Linked DNA regions of Canis lupus: region 1 is linked to region 2. A link is a contact called in public Hi-C data. All regions are on one chromosome and are shown on one strand. Each heading gives the region's core, a stretch centred on a gene start, on an enhancer-like site or on the middle of the called end of the contact. The rest is flanking DNA. Distances are from core to core; before and after follow the strand shown.

What was found. Hi-C and Micro-C count contacts between places; a contact is called where the count stands out from the background.
Region 1: a Hi-C map of skin fibroblasts shows a contact between it and region 2, with 3 times the contacts expected there. The contact joins two enhancer-like sites. A contact is called at or near these places in 4 of 9 Hi-C or Micro-C datasets (amygdala, blood and skin fibroblasts).

Annotation. Positions count from the first base shown.
Region 1 is chr5:6,386,909-6,390,427 of UU_Cfam_GSD_1.0, reverse strand. No RefSeq gene overlaps it. Among named protein-coding and RNA genes, the nearest start is that of ETS1, 300 kb to the right of the region's middle. Within about 2 kb of position 2,102, at least 5 of the 20 cell types and tissues checked have an H3K27ac peak or open chromatin away from gene starts, as enhancers often do. A contact at or near this core is called in blood, where this site is marked.
Region 2 is chr5:5,839,623-5,843,081 of UU_Cfam_GSD_1.0, reverse strand. The region is part of intron 2 of KCNJ1 (ATP-sensitive inward rectifier potassium channel 1); the gene reads right to left. Among named protein-coding and RNA genes, the nearest start is that of KCNJ1, 27 kb to the right of the region's middle. Within about 2 kb of position 1,476, at least 2 of the 20 cell types and tissues checked have an H3K27ac peak or open chromatin away from gene starts, as enhancers often do. A contact at or near this core is called in blood, where this site is marked.

The DNA.
Region 1 (3,519 bases), core at 853-3,352, 550 kb before region 2:
TCTCTTGCTCACCACCTTGTTTTATTTCCTTCATGATGTTTATCACTATCAGGAACCTTGTGGTGTATATTCTTTGTGTTTACTCTGTCTCCTTCCCACACATGTACTAGAATATAAGTTACTTGAAGACAGGAATTTGATTTTTGTTCATTACTGATCCTTAAAAGCTACCCTATAGCAAAAGTCTTCTAGAATTAGTTCTTGAAAAATATAAATGGGGAAAAAACAATGAATGATAAAAAAGAAAAAAAGAAAAAGAAATCTCTCCCAATCTCAACACCTCTTCTAAGGTCAGTAGTTCTCAACTGATGATGATTCCCAGTGTCAAACGGTGTGTATCTCTTCCTTTCTACGGCAACAAAGGGAAGCTCAGCAGTGTGTGTAGGAGAGCAGACACCAACATTCTCTTTGTGACTATCCATTTCAGAGGAGAAATGCATCGTTTGGAACTTGCTGGCCATGGAGGAATGGATTTGCAGGTTTCTCTACCAGTAGCTGCTAAAAGTTAGATAAGTTTATGAGTAAAAATATGCAAAAATGGTGAACATGAATAGAGAGAAAAAGACAGTCAAAGAAGAGGCTGTTACTCTGGAAAACTAGTGCGCCTTTCAGCAAAGAACTCATAATGAATCAATTGTCAGCTCAGCTGAACTGTTTGTGAATGGAATGCTTTCTGTTGCATGAATGAATACAGTTCCATAATTTACAAAAAGTGACTCAAAATGGGCTGAGATATGAACATGATTTGACTGATCAATTACTGCACATGTTTTCCCTCCTGTCAGCCACAGTCATGTTGGTTTTACTCTGTCACCCAGATACTAGTAAGCCATAGCCAAGTTGTAGGAGAAACCCAGTCATTTATAATGTAACTAGAGAACTGTCCATCTGCTCTTTCCACACTGAGGAGCAGCTCTGATTTGAGGACTAAGGGCTTCAGGCCAGCGAAGACCTTTCCACTCTCAGCTTTCTCTGAGCCAGAAAACTCGTACAGCACTGCACTGTTGAATCTTAGACCTGAGGTCTATAAAACTCATTTAGTTTCTTCTGTTGTCTTTTTGCAGGCTGGAACCAAGTTTAACAAGAAAAAATAAATGATTGTAAGAAATATAATTAAAGCTTCCTGAAAAGGAAAACCTTGGTGACTTTAGGTAAGTTGTCTCTAGCCTCTTAAATCTTACAGTCAGAGAGTTTTTCTGTTATTGTTTTGTTGTGTTCTTGTTACAATATTGGGCTGACAATCCCCACCTCTAACTTGTTCTTTTTTATCCTGTACTTTATGGAGCTAGCAGAACCACTGGCCTGCACTTAGGAAAGAGGTGTATGCTATGCAATTTACCTTATCAGTTTCCTCTATTATATGCATATTCTGCTTAAGGAATAGATTTTGTTTAAACAGAAGTACCCAGCAGTATTACTAAAACCTCATTTTCAGCATATAGTTTTATTTAGCAATCAATCCTTCCAGAAATAAGGAAAATAGGCAGATTGCCCTGATATGTTTAACACATTTTGTACCCATCAAATTAGGGCTCAATCTGTCCTTACTCTTCAAACTAGAAGCCTAGATATAAAATCAAGTTCACGTAAAACTTCTGCCCACAATGAAGTCTTAATAGTCTGGGTCAAGGGGGAGTCATGTGTTCTAAAATCTTGCCACTAGAGGGAGTAAAACCCAGCAGTCTGCAAAGCATCGCCCTTGCAATGTTGACTGTTTTACCTTTCTCTTTAAACAAATGATCCTCAGCTCAGTTGCCCCAGAAAAACACCAGCATCTGGTGTGCTGTGTTTATTCTGAGGTTACTATTTCTAAAAATAGTTTTCTGAAAAATTGTCCTCTCTGACTGGGAAGCACACAGGCAGAGTGGTGATCAAGTGGGAGGTTCTCCTACCTCAGAAGGTCCCTGGAAGCTGGGAGTATGGGACATGAACAGACTTTTAAAAAGCACAAAACTAATTTACATGTGAGAGCTACAGGTGCCCATGAGGCCTCTGGTGGGCGAGATTCACCAAACCTTATAAAAGCAGAAGGCTGGCTGGAAGCTATGGACATCCCCACTGAGCTAATGCTCTTTAGGTGCCCACACAGGTGACAGGGAACATGCAGCTCTGCATGACAGATTTACTTCAGCCAGTTGGTGGCAGATGAATGAGGGCTTGCCAACCTCTGGTTGTCTTCCAGGCAGCACGAGGGGAAACAGGTGTGTGTGTGTGTGTGTGTGTGCGCGCGCGTGCATGTGTATGCTCACAAACCTGCTAGAAGGAAGAGAATGGAGACAGCCAAGATTTAGGGGGGTGGGTGTCTCTCCATTTCCCTCCTCCAACTATTACCCCTATCTAATCTTCCAATTTCTAGTAAGGAGTTGCCATTGTTGGAGTCATTCTTATTTCTCTATAGAGTCCATTCTAAAATCCCCTATAGAACTAAAGTAAAAGATTCCAGAAGTGGAATCTCTGTCCTCCTGAAGGGCATTTGAGACAACACTGTGCACTTCCCAGTAGGGAGCTGTGTACTCTTCTGTCTTAGGACCCCAGCCCTATTTCCGGTGCCTCCAGCTTCCCTCTCCTGGTTGGGATTGTCATGATGCCTCAGCATTAAACCCAACCCATCTCCAGTGGGTTGGAAGCAGGCTGTAGGTGTCACTCATGTCCTGGGCAACACCACACAACACGTGGGAGAATCTGGCATGCACACGCCCTCTACAGAGAGAGAACCAGCCACTTCCCCCTTTGGCAGACCCCGAGCCACGTAGGAAGCAGCTATTCTAGGTGTCTTCCAGGGTAGGTTGCCAGAGGATAAATTCTCTGTGTCACCCTGATGAACTCATGGGACAGTTTTGTCTACTTGGATACTGGAGAAGCCCACCCTGAACTTTCAGTGTTATTGCTGAAGTTTGTAGTTTCTCAGCCTTTATGTGGATGTAGAAAGAACAGCAGACTGGATATTAGGGGACTTCTGGCTTCTAGTGGCTGCGCTATGTATTGGTTATCTAATTCTGATTTGAGACAGTTTGTTGAGCTCTCCAGGCCATGGTTTCCTCATCCAGAAAACGGGAATGTTAGACAAGACTTTCTGTTAGGATCTTTCTGATGCAAAAGGTCCATGATTTCTGTCTGGAGAATCCAGCTTCTTCTACCATTTCTAGCCCACTGCCTCCACCTGAAAGTCAATAGAGGTCTTGGTGCACCGAGGTGCACTACCAACCCCAGGGCACAGAGCCACACTGTGTGGGAGGACGCAAATTTAGAAGGAAACAAGCTTCATTTAATCTGCCTGATATGGTTATCTCTCTGAGACTTGTGCCCATGCAAGCGAGATGGGGGTGAGGAGGAAGGGAGGGGGACACACCATCAAATGTCAAATGTTTAGCAAAGACTTTGAAGTCTGACAATTGAGACTTCCGGTAACTTTTGTCTCTACTTTTGTAAAACAGAGAGGGAAGGGGGAGAAAAGGGTAAGGGACAGACAGAAAGAGTTGAGAGAGAGGGGACAAAAAAAAAAATGGACCCAAGTATGAG
Region 2 (3,459 bases), core at 227-2,726:
AGGTGACTCACGTAGAGCTAACTGTATCTGAAAGACCATTCAAAACAATCTGAATTGCTGGTCATTCAGGAAAGCTGACAGTGTATTCTGGATACCACAACACTATTTTCAATAGAAACTTTCCACCAGATGACCATATTGCTTAAACATAAAAAGGAAAAATAATTACAGAGAGATAGAGATGGAACAAGCTTAAGAGGGCATGTATTCAAATGTTTCCTGACCATAGTCAGTGGCACAGACACTTAAAAATGTTTGTGATAACCAATTATGACCTGTGCTATGATTCATTTGATATTGTTCTTTAACTCTCCTTTTCCTTTAATAAATTTAGCTTGCGCTAAGCAAAAATATCTGTGAAACAGAAGCTGGAAGTACTATTTCTGTTTTTCATGATATATAAAAATAAATAGCTATAAAAAAGGTTCACCAATATACTACCTAAAGCTTCCTCTTTACTGCTATTATCACTCAATAACAAAAGAAATCTTGGCTCTGGAGCACCTGGGTGGCTCAGTGGTTGAGCATCTGCCTTTGTTTGGTTCAGGTCCTGATCCTGGGGTCCTGGGATCGAGTCCCGCATCAGGCTCACCACAGGAAGCCTGGTTCTCCCTCTGCCTATGTCTCTGCCTCTCTCTGTGTGTCTCTCATCCATAAATAAATAAATAAAATCTTTTTAAAAAACCTTGGCCCAATTCAATTTTCTCATTTATCCAATGAAGGGACTGAGATTCAGAAAATTTTAATGACATAGTCAAAGTCACGTACCAACTAGAGGCAGGATAACAACCAAAAATATAAAACATAACGTTCCCTGCTTCCAGTCCAGAGGAACTTCTAACATGCTGCATCTCAGCTATTAAATTTTATATTCTCAAGTCAGTTTTGCCTGAAACATTTTAAGACAAGTATTGGTCAACTTCCTTTTTTTTTTTTTAATGCTTGAGACTATTTAGAACAGAGTTCCTCAATACAATTTGGTCAAGTCCTACCATATGACAGAAGTTTGCTTGGTGGAGCTACAAGCCTATTTCCTTTCTCTCTCCATGGTATGCCAAGATTCCTGAAAGGAATAGTATGGTGATCACCACTAATAGCTCACACTTCCTTCCCTGCTTCTAAGCTGAAGGACTGGGAAGCTCTGATTTAAATAATACTGCATAAAGGTAGAACCACGCTTTATTCACTCCTCTATCCCAGCTGCTAGCACAGTCTATGGGCGCTTTTACTAGTTATTCAATGAACATAAGATGGAATAATTCGTGAACAAAGTGAGCTCTTCAAGATACTATCTAATCAGTGGTTTCTTGTTGATGATATTATTGTGACTTCCAGTTTACATCAAAAAAAGTGAAGGGATTTTCCCCTAAACAGCCAACAACGATGAAACCCACTGTCATCAACACTAGACTACCTCCTCCCCGAGACGTGCCCTCCCCCACTCCAAGGTGTGCCCACCATGGTGAGCAATGTCTTCGTGGTATTTTTAATTAAATGCAAATATGTTTCTAAAATAGATTTCAAAATCCCCCTTCAAAAAGGTGTTTATTCATACAAACCAGGAAGCGAAACCAACTTAGTGATAAATTTTAAACAAAAGTCCTATCCCGCAGTGTTTTGTTCACAGCCTTCAACTAGGTGAAAACACAAGAAGCCAACACCAGGTAGAAGTCATGAAGGGAAAAACCACAGGTATGGTGATTTGAAATGTTGAGGACGAGCGCTAAAGATACAAGGAAAGAAAATGCTACCAGGAGAGCAAACAGCAGTGCACACACTCAGAGGGCCCTGCCCACAGCCCACCCAACCCTCATTGACCTCAAGTCCCCAAAGAGTCTTAGGGGTTGGTCCCAGGTGAGGACCACTGAAGAAGAATCTGCCCCCCACTCTCCCCCAACCCCTGGCTCTCTCCCTTCTCTGCACACACATAGCTTCTCCTGCTTCACATTCACTGGGGGCTTCCTCCCTTTCTTGGGCTCATCAAAGCTCACATTGCTTTCTTTTTTTTTTTAATTTAAATTCAATTGGCCAACATATAGTGCTTATTCCATCACATGCTCTCCTTAGTGCCTGCCACCCAGTTAGCTCACACTGTTTTAAAAGCTTTTCATAGAGTGGTTGTCACCTAAGATAATAAGTTCTCAAGCTAACATTTATCAGGCGAATCCACATTCTCTTTGTCACCTATTATATTTCCAGTGATGGCTCCTGAAACACAACTTCTGAGTTTTTCTTCCTCATGCCTTTTCTCTTCTAGTCTCTCTTAAGTTCGTTTCATTTTTGAAGATAAAGAATATTTCTATAGGGTGAAGAAGTAGCCTCTGATTTATCTCTTGGATAAATTTGGGTCTCCATGCCTGCATTACTAGTCAAATATCCACCTGGCCTTGCAAAGAGCTAAAACAAAAGCAATCAGCTTATAATGCTTTCCCCAGACCTTCTGCACTTACCAACATCCTAAGCATATTCCGACCCGATGTATCCATGCCTGGGGAATGCAAGGAAGTGGCCTTGGGAATTGGTCTCTGTCTGCAGGCTGATTTCTTTTAGACTCGGCCCTAATTTATTTTAGGCTTTGGTCAGTGGACTGATGCTAATTTGTATTAACTTAAAAATGCTTAATTTGATAGTGGAGTTGGGTGGTTTAAACCAAGGCAATTGGTTGTTCTCAGACCAAGCCCCAAGCCAAGTATGTATTTTTTTTTTCAAACCTCACATGGCTTGAATACCGTCATGCTAAGACATGACAACCCCCCCAGCTAAGGTCTCTGGGCACCAGGCATGGATTGAGTTCCAGCATTTTCCTCCTCTCCTTTGCCACGCTCTATATAGCTCTCTTGCTGTTTCTCATAGGTCATGCCTATTAGCTTTGCAGCAGAAAGAATCAGTTATCATCAATCTCTGAGCTTGTTCTCTGAAACCTGCTGAGATCCTGAGATTTCCAAGTGTTCACAAAGATGCAGGTGAATATATAGACTTAGATCAGTACATATTTGTAAGATGAAAGCAAGATCACACCAGGAAGAAACGAGATACCAGACCACTCTCTCTGTACAATAGTCTCTGTTATGTAAGAAACTCAGATCTAAAAGCAATCTTTATTGTTGGATTTATTCTATAAAATCTGGCATTTACCGGACGTGCTTTTCACATGCACCGGGTTAGCCAATGCTGTTGACTTGTTTATTCAAAGAGTGAGAAGAATTATACCTAGAGAACATAAGAATGTGGGATACATCCATCCCTTGCCCAAACCCATCATTCACCTGGCAGACCCATTATAATCTGCACAGAGCCTACTTTGCTTAGACAATGATCTAATCTAACCACAGACAGAGCCAATGTGTATTTTTTGTACTATGGGGCGGTCAGAGATTGGCCGTGGTATCTGGGTTGTGTAACAGGTACAGCTTTTAGGTTACTTTCTATTGAAATCAGTAAATCTTAATAGCAAGCAAA